Linked DNA regions of Oryctolagus cuniculus: regions 2 and 3 are each linked to region 1. Evidence: chromatin contacts called from public Hi-C and Micro-C data. All regions are on one chromosome and are shown on one strand. The core of a region is the stretch at or near the end of the contact, and the rest is flanking DNA. Distances in the headings are between cores, read along the strand shown. Region 1 holds the start of TLCD3B (TLC domain containing 3B). Region 2 has its middle 8.5 kb from the start of CD2BP2. Region 3 holds the start of QPRT (quinolinate phosphoribosyltransferase).

Region 1 (4,813 bases), core at 1,205-3,704:
GTCTCGCCCTCTCTCTCTGTAACTCTGCCTTTCAAATAAAATAAACAAACATGTTTTAAAAATCCTACTTTAACAAAAGAAACCTTATCTTTCAATTCCACTTTGTCATGCAATTTTGTGAAGCACCCTCATGTCACCTCTCTGTCCTTCTACAAAATGGGACTGATACCACCGGTTTGGATGCCGGCTTGCTGTATTGTCCCAGGGTGACTGGGAGAGTGGGTGAGACAGCGCTCCTGTATTCTCAGCTGGGGTAATATCGCCCCCAAGAGGACAAAACTGGCTTCTTGGGAACCCAAAATCCAAGTTACTCTTCAATATATAAAAGCACAGAGAGACATAAATAGACACCCAGCAAATCTGTGTTATTAAAATTTTATGCTGGGTAGCAATTAGGGGGAAAAGGAGTCTAAAAAGGGCTCTTGCGGGGAACAGCACTTTTTTAAAAGGTTGAGAAGCATTATTCAAAGCCCAAGTTTTTCTCCGTTGGGTCGTTACAAAATTGACGTCGTGGGTTGTGGCCAGCGTTTGGGGGAGAAGAATCTGGGAAATGTGGCACACTCAGGATTGCGGGAACGTTTGCGTGTGTGCGGGGACTGAGTCAGGACTTGAAAGGTTTCTCTTGTGGGTCCCTGGGGGGGGGGGGCCTGAAAGCCAATGCTTTCTGCTGTCGCCCTTGTATCTCTCAGGCGAGCCTGGGCAGCCTCGGACTGTCTTGCTTGAAACAAGAAGAAACCGATGATGAGAGCAAAATGTAGGAGAGGGTGCCGATTCCAATGCAACTTGGACTTGACCGCTACCAGCTCACGGCCCCGGAGCTTTCTGCCCTTCCTCACTCTACATCCAGGGTAAGCACAGAGCCACCCCTCAGGGCCAGCGGGTGCTGGCCCCCACCTTTCCGGTGCCTTCCCGGGACAGAGAGGGGGACAGGCTGCCCGGCTTCCAGCCCAGCCCGGAGCTGGGCTGTCTCTACAGCCCGTCCACGTGTCTTTCCAGGGCAGCACCTGGCCTGGTGGGTGAGACGCTGCGTAAGACGCCCGGATCCCATTATCAGCGAGCCTGGGCTCGAGTCCCAGCTGGGATCCCGACTCCGGCTGCCTGCTAACGGGCTCCCTGGGAGGCAGCAGCGATGGCTCAAGTACTTGGGTCTCTGTCACCCATTCCGGGCCCTGGTTTTGGCCTGACCCAGTCTCAGCCATTGTAGGCAGTTAGGGAGGGAACCAGCAGATGGGAGTATGTCTCTCTCTCTCTCCCTCTCTCTCTCTCCCTCTCGGTGTGAGTCTCCCTCTGTCACTCTGCCTTTCAAATAACCCCATCTTTTAGAAAAACCTTTCAATTCCTTTAGGAGAATAAGCCTATACACTTGATACATTTGCCTAACATCACAGAGACCAGTGAAACACGAAAAAGTAATTTTGAAAAGTCCTACCCCTTGTTCGCGTCTTGGACAAGGCCCCCAACCGCCCCCGCCTCTGTCCCCCCCCCCCCCCCCCGTAAAGAAGGCACAATTGCAGCCGCTAACCACGAGGCAGCTCTGAGGAAGTGTTTTTAAGCACTGAGGTCGGGGGCTGGCCTTGCTACACGCGCGCCATGCGACGAGCCGGCATCGGTGTCACTGCCACCCTCAAGGCAAGAAACTGAGATTCCCACGGGCCTCCCCCACCATCAGCCAGAATGGAACAGCTTTGCTGCGGAACATTCACGCTGCAGCTTCCGGGGCACCAGAAAGACAATAAAAAACAAAAACACCACACAAGCCACAAAGATTAAGTTCACAGGCACACACAGCCAGGTCCCTGCACAGCGGAGATCAGTGCAACGCACACGGGGGCCCCTCCCCCGACTGTTAAATGCCGTTCTGATTGGTTTTTTCCTTGAGTTTCAAGTAAACGCAGCCACACGGTGCGTTCCTTTGATTACCTGAGGAATCTGAAGCCCCGACACCCCGGAACCTTTCCCTCTTCTTCCAGCTCCGCCCCTGAAACGGAGCTTGTCCATCAGGGCAACGGCCAATTCTAATTGGCCAATTCTACAGCAAGGCGCTAAAACCCGCCCTCCACCCACCCCCTCCAGCGGGAAGCCAACGATAGGGCGCCTGTGTCAAGAGGTTGGCCAATGGGAGGAGGGCATATTTCCGTCAGCCCACCAATGGGAGTGCCTGCCGCCTCCAACTGCCTCCGCCCCGCCGCGGCCGCGTGCTCTTGCAGTTTGACACCTGCCTGGGTCCCAGCAGGTCCCTTGGGAGCCGCTTAAGGAATGCAGGATGGCGGGGCGCGGCTGCTCACCTGCCTCCCGCACAGGGCCTGCTCCTCTCCTCCCTGGAGTGGGCGGGAGGGGAGGCTTCGCAAGACAAAAACCATATTGATATGAATCCACGTGTTTTCATAAAAATTCCCTCTTTGATGGGAGACGCCTTGCTTTGGGCATCCCTTTTTCTATCTTTTCTTTCTTTCTTTCTTTCTTTTTTTTTTTTTTAAAGAAATGTTGTTTTAAGTTTCCAAGCGTCTTGGCCGTGTGAACAGCCCGTCCCTGCCTGAGGAGCCGCAGTACCGCCCTCTCCCTCTCCACCCTCCCACCTGGGCCCCCAGAGGTGAGGCCCCCCGGGGAGGAGGGGGGGAGACGGGTGGGGCAGGCAGAGTTAAGGAAAACCGAACGAAATGATCAGATCGGCTCTGAAAGAAAAGTCCAGTCACCCTTGAGGAGGGCTAGTCCTAGAAGGAGGGCCACAAGGGGTTTGAGAAGTGGTGGTGGGTGGAGCTGGGCAGGAAGGGGGCTGGGCTGGGGGGGGGTCTGGCAGGGGCTGCGCTGCCCGTTTCCATGGCTGCCCTCTACCTTCTCCACTGCAGAGGCATGACCTTGCTCTTCGTGACCGGCTGTGCCTTTTTCCCCTTGTGCTTTGCGGTCCTGCGCTGGGGCCTGCAGAACCTCACCAGCCTGCAGATGGAGAGACAAGAGGCTGTGCTGGTGGCATCCAAGTAAGACGAGGAGGGGCAAGATGTCCTGCCCCGGGGTGGGGAGGGGGGAGGCAGGACCGCTGGAGCTGGTGCCCTACCTTCCAGAAGAGTTAGTGGTGGCGGTGGAAGCTGAGGGTGGGCACAGGAGGCCAGAGGCAAGCAGTGGGATCTTTTGCATCATTTAATCCCTCTGACTCTGTCTTAAAAGAAGCTGGGCTTTTACGTGGAGCTCCCAGTTTTGCATCACTAACCTATAATTTAGAATTCAAGGAAATACAGTACTGGCAACACCATACTGGAAAAACCAAATACACTGGCGGGATGGCTTGGGTCCTTAGGATGCAAATTTGTGACCTGTGAGGGCACTTCAAAAACTTCCTGGAAAAGAGAGTTAAAAAAAAAAAATTTAGGAGCCGGCACCACAGCCTGAGATGCAGGCATCCCATCTGGGCGCCGGTGTGAGTTGTGGCTGCTCTGCTTCCATCCAGCTCTCTGCTTAATGCCCCCGGGAAAGCAGTGGAAGATGGCCCAAGTATCCCTGCTACTCGCCCGGGATATCGGCTTCGGCCTGGGCCAGCCCTGGCTGTTTGAGAAGCAAACCAGGAGATGGAAGATCTCTTTCTCTCCTCTCTCTCTTTCTCTGTAACTTTGCTTTGAAATAAGTAAAACAAATCTTAAAAATATATGCTCTTGGAGCCGGTGCTGTGGCCTTGCTGGTAAAGCCACCAGCTGCAGTGCTAGCATCCTATATGGACACAGGTTTGAGCCCAATCCAAAGCCAGGAGCCAGGAGCTTCTTCTGGGTCTCCCACGCGGGTGCAGGGGCCCAAGCACTTGGGCCATCTTCTACTGCTTTCCCAGGCCACAGCAGAGAGCTGGATCGGAAGTGGAGCAGCCAGGTCTTGAACCAGCGCCCATATGCGATGCCGGCACTGCAGGCCAGGGGTTCACCCGCTGCACCACAGCCAGCCCCATCCACGGCCTTTTTGAAGTGGCCTCTGACAAAGCTAACAGAAGTAGGAGCTAACAGCAAACTGCAGCTGGGAGAAGCAGAGGAGAAGAGACGCTGGGAGAAGACAGGGCTTCCTAGGGCGCCGGGGAGAATCCCGTGCAGTCAGGAAGCAAACCCGTCTCTGCCGCCCTGGAACCTGCACCATGCAAAGATAGACCACACTGGGCAGGGCTGCTGTGTCTCCCATCAGGTGGTTTCCGTGGCCCACCAGCCCCTCCCCCCCAGTACCTTTTTGTGGTTTTGCACATCTTCGCGGGTTTCAATGCCAGCTTTGCCAGTTTTCCTAGCTGCATCATCTTGGCAAGTGTTGTTGTTGTTGTTGCTGTATTAAACTGCCACAGCTGCTTCCTCTTCTGTGAATCAGATAGCGCCCGTGAACATGAAATATGAATTAGCGTAACTCAGCTTACACTGTGCTCAGCACGCAGGCATGACTTAGGAAGTTGGAACTTTTTCCCCTTAGGCAAAGCAAGGCCAAATCGGCTCCAAAAAGGTCTCCTGCCTCAGACGACTTCTCAAGGGCCTTCCCCTGATGTGCCACTAGAGGGCAGCACAAAGTTGCAAATCTCCGTCCCTGGCCTGGGTGGGGTGGGGGGGGAGACGTGGGGCAGGGAGAAGCCCCTGGTGGAGTTGATTGTTGGGGTCTGTGTCAGGGAAAATCTGGAAACCACTGTGCTATTCAGGTAGAAGGCCCCCACATCACGCAAAAGCTGCAGGTAGCTGGCCTGGGCCACCACGTGGCCCTGGCTGGGTTGCTTGGACCTCCCTTTTCTGGTGGTTGCATGAGGGGCTTGAGCCCGCCAATCCCTGGGGTCCCTTCCCATTCCAAATCTCGACTATTCTGTGGA
Region 2 (4,813 bases), core at 798-3,297, 710 kb after region 1:
GGTTGGAGTCCTAGCTCCACTGTCCACTCGGTTTCCTGCTAATGCCCACCCTTGAGGCAGGAGGTGACGGTCTGGGTGGTTGAGTCCTGCCACCTGTTTGGGGGACCTGGCTTGAGTTCCTGGCTCTTAGCTTTGCTCTTGTCCAGCCCCAGCTGGACATAGGAGAGGGAACCAGCAGACAGGAGCTGTCTGTCTGTCTGTTTGGCAAATAAGTTATTTCCAGGGTGGGTGTCTGGTGCAGTGGTTAAGACATCACTTAGGGGGCCAGCGCTGTGGCGTAACAGGTAAAGCCACCACCTGCAGCGTCGGCATCCCATATGGACGCCGGTTCGAGTCCCGGCTGCTCCACTTGCGATCCCACTCTCTGCTATGGCCTGGAGAAGCAGTAGAAGATGGCCCAAGTACTTGGGCCTCTGCACCCGCGTGGGAGACCCGGAGGAAGCTCCTGGCTTCTGGCTTCAGATCGGTATAGCTACAGCCACTGCGGCCATGTAGGGGGTGAACCAGCATATGGAAGACCTCTCTCTCTCTCTCTCTCTCTCTAACACTGCGTTTCAAATAAATAATAAATAAATCTTTAAAAAGAGAGAGACAAGCCATGGACTTCAAGGGAATGTTTGCAAGACAAGTACGTGACAAAGGACCGGGGTCAGAAATTCAGGAAAGTCTCGTAACAGGCAAAACAAAACCAGGAGCAGGTATGTCCCCAACAGTCCTGACTGGGTTTCAATTCTGGTTTCCCCACTTTCAGGTGTGCGACACGGGGTGGGCCGATTCACCTGCTCCGGGATTGTTTTCTCTATCAGCAAAATGGGGACAATGTGTAAGTAGAAATATTGAGGGAAACCCTGGAATCTCCCAGAGGCCCTCCTCTGCCCTCCACAGGGAAGCCTGGGTGGGATCAGATGGAGGGGAAGCGGTGACGCCGGCAGGGCTGCAGGGCAGAGGCGGGAGGTGGCGGCCGGAGCCTGCAGACCCCCGGCCAGCGGGAGCCGGGTCTGATGGCATCAGGACACGGCCCGCATCGGCCACGGGCAGCCCGGGTCTCACCTAAAGGGTAGGCTGGACTGGACAGGGCTCCAGGGGGGAGGGGCAAGGCGGCTGCGACCCCCAGCCAGCCACCTGCTGTGCAGTGGGGGAGAGGTGGAAGGGGACTGGGGTCCTGACCCCAACTCGGAAGAGGCTCCCGGGGACCTGGGGTGTGAGGAGCGCCCCCATAGGGGCTTCGGCCGAGGCGACGGACTCGCCAGAGCAGGGAGCGCAAACTCTCAGCCTTGCGATCAGCGTCTGAGAGGAATCCCCGTCAAAGGCCAGCGCTGCCGGGTCTCCAGCCAGCTATCCAGCCAGCTATCCAGGCAGGTCTAGGCGGGCGCGGACTGCGACTGCGCAAGGCGGTGGAGAAGGGGCGGGGTCAGCCGGCCGGCGGGGGCGTTCTGAGTCTGCGCAGCTGGGCCCCCGACATAGGCAGAGGGGCGTGGCATCCCAGGACCCCGCCCCCTCTGCTGGGCTCCTCCCAAGGCCAGCCTGAGCCCCTGGCGCCATCCGTTGAGCTCAGACTCCCGCTGGCCGAGGGCAAGGGGCTGGGTTTCCCGGGGCCAGGTGTCCCGAAGGCAGCGCTGTGCCCTGCAGCTTTGCCCTTGAGTCCTTCCTGTAATTTGCCCATGACTCAGCCTTGTCCCCGGAGGAGAGAGTCACAGGTCCAGACACCCACCCACGCGGGGCCGCGCTAGCCGGGACACAGCCCCCAACTTTCGGGCTGCCTCACCCAGGGGCTGTCCCCTGACCCCCCGGGGCCGGGAAGGAGCTGACTCACTCCCACAGTCACTCACTCCGCTGTCCCGGGCCGGCTGTGGGAGTCAGACCGGGGAGACACCTGTGCCCTAGGCACTGTGAGGGAAGCAGCGGCTGGGCTGGGAAGCTGGGAGGAAGAGGAGGGCTGAGGCTGAATCACACAGATCAGTAATTGGTCTTTGCCAGACACACAGGGAAGAAAGGCGCTTGGGCCAGGCCAGAGCTGGAGGGTGGGGGTGGAGAGTAGGAAAGGGGAAGGAGCAGTGGCCCCCCAGCTTCGAGCCTTTGACCTTTACCGTGGGGCAATGGGGAACCACTGAAACTTTTTTTTTAAGAGTTCTTTATTATAGAGAGGGAGGGTCGGAGAGCGACATCTTGCACCTGCTGGTTCACTCCCCAGTTGGCCCCAGTGGCCAGAGCCAGGCCAGGCTGAAGCCAGCAGCTGCTTCCAGGTCTCCCACGTGACTGGCAGGGACACAAGCCCTTGCGCCACCCACTGCTGCTTTCCCAGGCCTTCAGCAGGGAGCTGGATGGGAAGGGGAGCAGCCAGGACTCGAACCAGTGCCCTTATGGGGATGCCAGGGTCACAGGCAGCAGCTTTACCCGCTACGCCACAGCACCGGCCCCTCATGGAGGGTTTTAAGTGAGAGTGAGGGCCTACACCTTGGTGGTCTTCCCCCCCAAAGCCCCTGAAACCCAAATGTAATTGTTACCGGAGAAATTGCAGGGTTCTTGTCTTCGCACAAGAAAGAATTCAGGCGTGAGACAGAGAGTAGTGGGAGGTAAAATAGCAAGGTTTATTAGGGAAGGGACATCCGTAAGGATGGATGGGCACCCCTCCAGACAGATCCTGAGAGACTGGGGGGGTGGGGGGGAGTGAGGTTACATGTTGAGAGGAGAGATGACACCTGACCAGGCCAGGCGGGCGGCTCAGCAGAGAGGCAGAGGGCTGAGCGTGCAGTCTGGTTGAGGCCGGGGGTTTTTAAGGAGATGGGTCTCTGTCTTTACACATTTTCTCCTGAAACAAAGGATTTTATGGCTGTAAATACTAAGAAGCTCCTATCTGAGTTTTTCCTTGAAGGTATCAGGAAGGAGGAAGCCTAGCTGGTGCCATCCTGGGTTCAGAGGAAGGGTGAGCAGGACCCCCTAGAGAATGGGGATCTGGAGCAGGGTGTTTGAAATGCAGATACTGGGCTGCATCTGGGAGATTGTGGAAGATTTGTCAGGCAGAAGGGGCAGGGATCTCCGCCTGGCAGGTTATCAGGTAGAAGGGGGCAGGGCAGGATGCGAACACCGGGCTGCCCCTGAAGCATTATCGGGATAACTTTGAGATGTAGATGCATATGCTTGACGCAGAAGTCTTCTCCGGAGGCCTTTGTCACACACACATAAGCTCATACCTAACTTCCTGCCTAACATAATCATGAGGAAAGATCAGGCGAGATCAACTTTTAGGAATTTTCTAGAAAGTTCCTGAACAGCACTCTGCAAACCATCAGGGCCAGCAAACCTGCCAGGCCAGAGGGAGCTAAGGGACACGATAAGGAACGTGATATGGCCTCCTAGAAGGGACCTGGAACAGAACAGGGTACTGGGCGGGCGGGCGAGTGGGAAATACTAAGATCCAAATAAAGCGGAGAGTTTGGCTAACAGTAACCTCCGGGGGTGGGCACGGGGCACAGCAGCTAAGACCCCACTTGCCTGGGTTTGAGCCCCTGCTGGGCTCCTGATCCCAGCTCCCTGCTAATGCGCACCCTGGGGGGCAGCGGGTGACGGCTCAAGGACTTGAGGGGGTCCCTGCCCCCTACATGGGAGACCCAGATTGAATTCTGGGGTCCTGGCTCTGGCCTGGCCCAGCTGTTGTGGTTATTTGGGGGAGAGAACCAGCAAATGGAAACTCTGTCTCTCTGCCTTTCAAATAGATAAAACTATTTTTAAATTAATGTTTTTGAAAGGCAGTTATAGAGAGAGAAGGAGCAGGGGAGAGAGAGAGAGAGATGTCTTCCACCTACTGGTTCACTCCCCAAATGGCCTTAACAACCAGACTGAAGCCACGTCAGGAGCTTATTCCAAGTCCCCCATGTGGGTTCAGGGGCTCAAACACCTGGGCCGTCTTCCACTGCTTTTCCCAGGCGCATTAGCAGGGAGCTGGGTTGGAAGTGGAGCAGCCGGGACTCGCACTGGCGCCTAAATGGGATGCCGGCACTGCAAACACTGGCTTAACCTGCTACAGCCAGACACAAAGGGCCACCTGGAGCAGGATTCTGTTCATCGGAAAGGCCCAGGCAGGCAACTCCAGGGACACGAAGTCACTGAGTGGCTGCCAGGGCTAGAGGGTGAGGTGCTGTGGGGAGAATGGGAAGGGGTTACCAAGGGGTCAGGTTTCTTTTAGGATGAAAAAGGAAAAAAAAAATCTATAATTAGATGTTGGTGATGGTTGCACAACACTGTGCCCATACTGAAACCCAGGAGGTGTGCACTCGCAGTGGGTGGATTCTAGCTAAGGAAAGCTGTTACAAAACAGCCATGTTGGGGCAGGGGTTTGGCCTCTGTTTCCAGCATATCAGAGCACCTGGGTTCAATATCTAGCTCATGCAGCTCCATTCACAATAGCGAAGATATGGAATCAACCCAAATGTCCATCAACTGAAGACTGGATAAAGAAATTATAGGATATGCAGAAAAAAAATTATGGGATATGTACACCATGGAATGCTACAAAGCAGTAAAAAAAATTGAAATCCTGTCATTTGCAACAAAATGGATGCAACTAGAAAACATCATACTAGTGGAATAAGCCAGCACCAAGACAAGCACCACCTGTTCTCCCTGACCTGTGATAACCAATAGAGCGCCTAATAGGTAATCTACAGAAGTGAAATTAACACTCTGCGATGCAGCGACTTTGAACAGCCCTTGTCCGACTGTTGAGGAACAGGTGTTTTTTTTTTTCCAAACTTTTTGTTGAATTCTTAATATACAGTTAATCTTATGTGTATAAAGTTGATTGACAATAGATCTT
Region 3 (4,813 bases), core at 1,632-4,131, 670 kb after region 1:
GGGTGGGGGAGGGGGAAAAGAGAGAGAGAGAGAGAGAGAGAGAGAGAGAGACCCCTGTGGTTTCCAGCCTGGGCAAGGGCAGGACCCGAGACATCAGGGGAAGAGCAGGTGGTGAGGATGGCGTGGGTGGGACGTGTCAGGGAGATGTCCAGGGGGAGGTGGACACTCGGGGGGTTTCCCCAGGAACTGGGGAGCTGTGGAGGGATAGGAGACGGGGGGACAGAGAAGAGGAGCCGCTGGCATCACCGGTACCACCACCACTGAGCGGCTTCCATGAGCCGCTCCGGCCTCACCACAGTCCCAGCCTTGCACTTGTTTTACCAACAAGGAAACTGAGGCACGGTGAGACCGAGCTTCTCGCCTGAGTCCTGTGGCCAGCAGGCGGCAGCGGCGGCCTGACCCAGACATCTGAGGTCGTCTCGAAGGAAAACCGCAGAGGCCGGCATGATGGGAAGAGAGGCAGAGAGAGAGCCAGCTCCCATGCACTGGCTCAGCCCTCCGGATGCCTGCACCGTCAGGACTGGGGTCAGCTCTCCCACACTGAGTGCCAGGAACTCACATAGCTCAGCCATCACGGCTGCCCTGCGGGATCTGCAGGGGCAGCAAGCTGGAGCCAGGGACTGAAACCAGAGATTTTTGTAAGGGCCATGCGCTGGGCTAAATACCTGCCTCCATCCTTGCCTCTTTTCTAGAACGGTTTGTTTATTTATTTGAGAGAGAGAGAGAGAGAGAGAGATTGATTTCCTATCTGCTGGTTCACTCCCCAAATGGCTGCAACAGCCAGGGCTGGGCCAGGCTGAAGCCAGGAGCCAAGAGCTCTGAGCCTCCCAGGTGAGTGGCAGGCACCCAAGCACGTGGGACATCATCGCGGACGCCCAGGCGCATGCGCATGCGCAGAGACCCGGGTCCGGAGCAGAAGAGTGGAGACTGGAACTGTCCTCGGATGTGGGGCGCGGGTGCTCCAAACGCAGTTTAACGCGCGGCGCCACAGCAGCTGCTCTCCTCCCTCGACTCTTGAAATAGTTCATTTACTCCTCTTTTATTTTAAAAGGTTTATTTATTTATTTAAGGCAGTATTACAGAGAGAGGTAGAGACACAGAGAGAGGTCTTCCACCCACTGGTTCACTCCCCAGATGGCTGCAACAGCTGGAGCTGGGCCAATCCGAAGCCAGGAGCCAGGAGCTTCTTCCAGGTCTCCCACATGGGTGTAGGGCCCAAGGACTTGGGCCATCCTCCACTGCTTTCTCAGGCCACAGCAGGGAGCTGGATGGGAAAAGGAGCAGCCAGCACACGAACTTGCTCCCATAGGGGATGCCGGCGCTGCAGGAGGAGGCTTAGCCCACTACGCCACAGCGCTGGCCCCTTCCATTTGCTCTTAAAAGAATCTGGGAAGTGGACGTTTAGCCTAATGGTTAGGACACCTGCATCCCGGAGTGCCTGGGTTCAATTCCTGGTTCTGACTCTTGGTTCCAGCTTTCTGCTAATGCAGGCAAGGAGGCAGTGGCGGTGGCTGAAGTAGCTGGGTCCCTGCCACACACGTGGAGACCTGGGTTGAATTCCAGGACCCTGGTTCCAGCCACAGCCCAGCCCGGGCCACTGCAGCCATTTGGGGAGTGACCAGAGGATGGAAGACCTCTTTCTCTCTCTCTCTCTCTCTCTCTCTCTCTCTGTAACTCTGCCTTTCAAGTAAGTAAATAAATCTTTAAAATAGGGGTGGGAGATGGCGCTGTGGCATAGGTTAAGCTCTCTGCAGCTGGCATCCCATATGGGCGCTGGTTCAAATCCCGGCTACTCCACTTCCGATCCAGCTCCCTGCTAATGCGCCCGGACTTGAACTGGTGAGTGGAAGATCTGTGTCTCTGCCTCTCAAATAAACAACAACAATAATAATCCTGCTCTGCTGAAAATTATGCTCTCACACCACGCACAATTTCACATTCAAAGTTGGGGGCTCATGAACTCCTCCAAAGCACATCCGGGACTCTTCACTAAAGACCCCAGACCCTCCAGGAATCCGCTCAGAACCCCCCGCCCCCACCCCGCTAAGGCATTCGTCTGCTCCATTCAGAGCAGCAGTGGGGAGGCAGACCCAGGCCAGAGTTCTTTCCAAATACAAAGGCACCACGCAGACTGGAAGGTGCCGGGGTGTGAACCGGCATGGGACCCCCACACACACACCAGAGCACGGGGTCCATGGCGGCGCCACCAGAGGAGCCCAAACAGGGAGTGGAGGGAGGAGGCTGGCGAGAGAAGGTGGAAACTCAGGGGCTTGGCAGTGGACCGACGCAAGAAAACGAGGCTCTGAGCCGGCAGGGAGCTGTCCAAGTCCCGCGGAGGGAGCCTGGTCCCTGTCCTTGCTTGCAGCCTCCCGTCCAGGCCCGGGAGTCCCGGGACGCCAGCTCCGCCCCCACTCGGCCACCGAAGGCACGGGAACTTTGCCTCTCTCATCCTCTGCACTGCCGGCGAGGGACAAAGTCCAGAGTGGCCCCTGTGTCCAGCGTGGCAGTCCCCAGCCCCCCAGCCCCTGGGCCGCGCAAGTCCTCTCCTGGGGCACAAGCCCCTCTCCTCCCCAGAGTTCTCCAGGGTCCCTCTTCTCCCGGTGGAGGAGAGGGGAGGGTCACGAGGCCTGGGGGCGGGGGGGGGGGTTCCGGGGAGCAGATGCGGAGCCCAGGAGACAGGGGGTCTTGTGGCGCAGGGGGAAGGGGCTGGGGAAGAGACAGGCAGGACGGGGGATGGGCACGCAGGGGAGCAGGTAGGTATCCCTTTACCTTCTGCGTCCATGGCGACTCGGGCCGCGGGCTGGTGTGTCCGCCGCTGGGATCCACTGTCCCCAGGTCACAGGCTGAGGGTGGGGCTGTCAGAGGAAGGGGCTGGCCCAGCCTGCGGGATCAGCCCTCCCAGGTCCCCTGGACCTCCCTCCTGTCCTCCCTCCGGACCCTGGGGCCCTCCCTGCCTCCCCTGACTCCTGGCCCGGCCAGGCTGTGAATGTACCACAGGGTTCCCCTGTGGTTGGGAAAACCGTGGGCCTGGGGCTCCTTGATCTCACACTTTTTTTTTAAGATTTTTTTTTTTTTTTTTTTGAAAGGAAGAGTTGGGGCAGGGGGAGATCCATCTGTTAATTTATTCCCCAACTGACTGCAACAATCAGAGCTGGGCCAGGCTGAAACCAGGAGCCTGAAACTCCATCCGGGTCTCCCACGTGGGTGCAGGGGCCCAGGCACTTGGGCCATCTTCCGCTGCTTTCCCAGGAGCATTAGCAGGGAGCTGGATGGGAAGTGGAGCAGCCGGGATGCCCACAGTGCAGGTGGTGGCTTTACCTGCTGCACCACCACCCGGCCTCTCACTGTTTAACCTTTTCCTGAACCTTAGTTTTCTTAGATAGAAAATATAAAAACAATACAAAATAATCAGAGAAATTCTCCAAAAAATAAGACATTTATTTGGAAATAGTTGAACAGTAAACTCTGCCTAGAGGTAGAGATGCGAGGAAGGTGGTTTTGTTTTTTTTTTTTTTTAAGATTTATTTATTTATTTGAAAGGCAGAGTTACAGAGATGCAGAGAGAGAGAGAGAGGTGTCTTCCATCTTCCATCCGCTGGTTCACTCCCCAGATGGCCACATGACCGGATCTGGGCCAATCCAAAGCCAGGAGCCAGGAGCTTCCTCCAGGTCTCCCACATGGGTGAAGGGACCCAAGGACTTGGACCATCTTCTGCTGCTTTCCCAGGTATATTAGCAGGGAGCTGGATTGGAAGTGGATCAGCCGGGACTCGAACCGGCGCCCATATGGGATGCCAGCACTAGGCAGCGGCTTTACCTGCTATGGCACAGCACTGGCCCCAAGAGGAAGTTTCTAAAGGCACAACGAGGAGCTCACATCAGATATTCTGAAACAGTCATCTCTGGCCACAGTGATTGACAGCGGGGAGACATTCGTCCAAGGCTGAGCAGGCATTGCTGGGTGGAGTCCTTGTCAAAGTCCTTCCTGTGTGAGGCTGCTGCAGCCTCTGGGTGTGGCTCTGCTTTGGGCTGAGTCTGGCGACAGCTCTGTCAGGCAAGGGAGCGTGGGAACCCTTCCCTCATCCCCTCCCAGCATCGTGTATTCAACTGTGGTAGGGTTGTCACAAGCGACTCCATCTTGATTTTTTACAACTTCTACTTTCATCTCAGGATACCAGCCTCTGGGGGCGGCGGCCGTTGGCAGAGCAGGTAAAGCTGCTGCCTACAGTGCTGGGATCCTTTATGGGCGCTGGTTCGAGTCCCGGCTGTTCCACTTTCGATCCAGCTCTCTGCTATGGCCTGGGAAAGCAGTGGAAGATGGCCCAAGTCCTTGGGCCCCTGTACCCACATGGGAGACCTGGAAGAAGCTCCTGGCTCCTGGCTTCGGATCGGCGCAGCTCTGGCCATTGCAGCCAACTGGGGAGTGAACCAGTGGACAGAAGACCTCTCTCTCTCTCTCTCTCTCTCTCTGCTTCTGTAACTCTGCCCTTTGAATAAATAAATAAATAAATCTTAAAAAAAAAAAAAATACCAGCCTCTTGGATCCAGCTCCCTGCTAATGCTACTAGGAAGGCAGTAGATGATGGCCCAAGTGCTTGGACTCCTGTCACTCACGTGGGAGACCCGGATGGAGCTCCAGGCTCCTGGCTTCAGCCTGGTCCAGAACTGGCTATTGTGGTCATCTTTAGAGTTGAAGATAGAAGCGCTCTCTCTGTCACTCTGCCTTTCAAATCAATCGTTCCAATTTTTTTTTTTTAAGTCATGGTCTGTCCATTCATTAATTCATGCATCCCTCCACCAGGGCTGGGCGCTG

Evidence for each region. A called contact is a pair of places that touch in the nucleus more often than the background predicts.
Region 2: a contact with region 1 is called in a Micro-C map of ear pinna, with 2.2 times the contacts expected there. The contact joins the enhancer-like site here to the promoter of TLCD3B in region 1. A contact is called at or near these places in 2 of 6 Hi-C or Micro-C datasets (ear pinna and an unstated tissue).
Region 3: a Hi-C map of an unstated tissue shows a contact between it and region 1, with 5 times the contacts expected there. The contact joins the promoter of QPRT here to the promoter of TLCD3B in region 1. A contact is called at or near these places in 3 of 6 Hi-C or Micro-C datasets (ear pinna, psoas muscle and an unstated tissue).

What each region holds. Positions count from the first base shown.
Region 1 is chr19:7,421,170-7,425,982 of mOryCun1.1, reverse strand. TLCD3B (TLC domain containing 3B) reads left to right here and starts at 2,454. Exons shown (of 6, transcript XM_051847583.2): 1 at 2,454-2,590; 2 at 2,847-2,975. The coding sequence starts at 2,851. LOC108176793 reads right to left here. Exons shown (of 9, transcript XM_070064893.1): 1 at 4,194-4,813; 2 at 3,053-3,332; 3 at 2,833-2,934.
Region 2 is chr19:6,713,840-6,718,652 of mOryCun1.1, reverse strand. No RefSeq gene overlaps it. Among named protein-coding and RNA genes, the nearest start is that of CD2BP2, 8.5 kb to the right of the region's middle. Within about 2 kb of position 2,047, at least 6 of the 8 cell types and tissues checked have an H3K27ac peak or open chromatin away from gene starts, as enhancers often do. A contact at or near this core is called in ear pinna, where this site is marked.
Region 3 is chr19:6,754,604-6,759,416 of mOryCun1.1, reverse strand. QPRT (quinolinate phosphoribosyltransferase) reads right to left here and starts at 2,881. Exons shown (of 4, transcript XM_002721741.5): 1 at 2,770-2,881. The coding sequence starts at 2,782.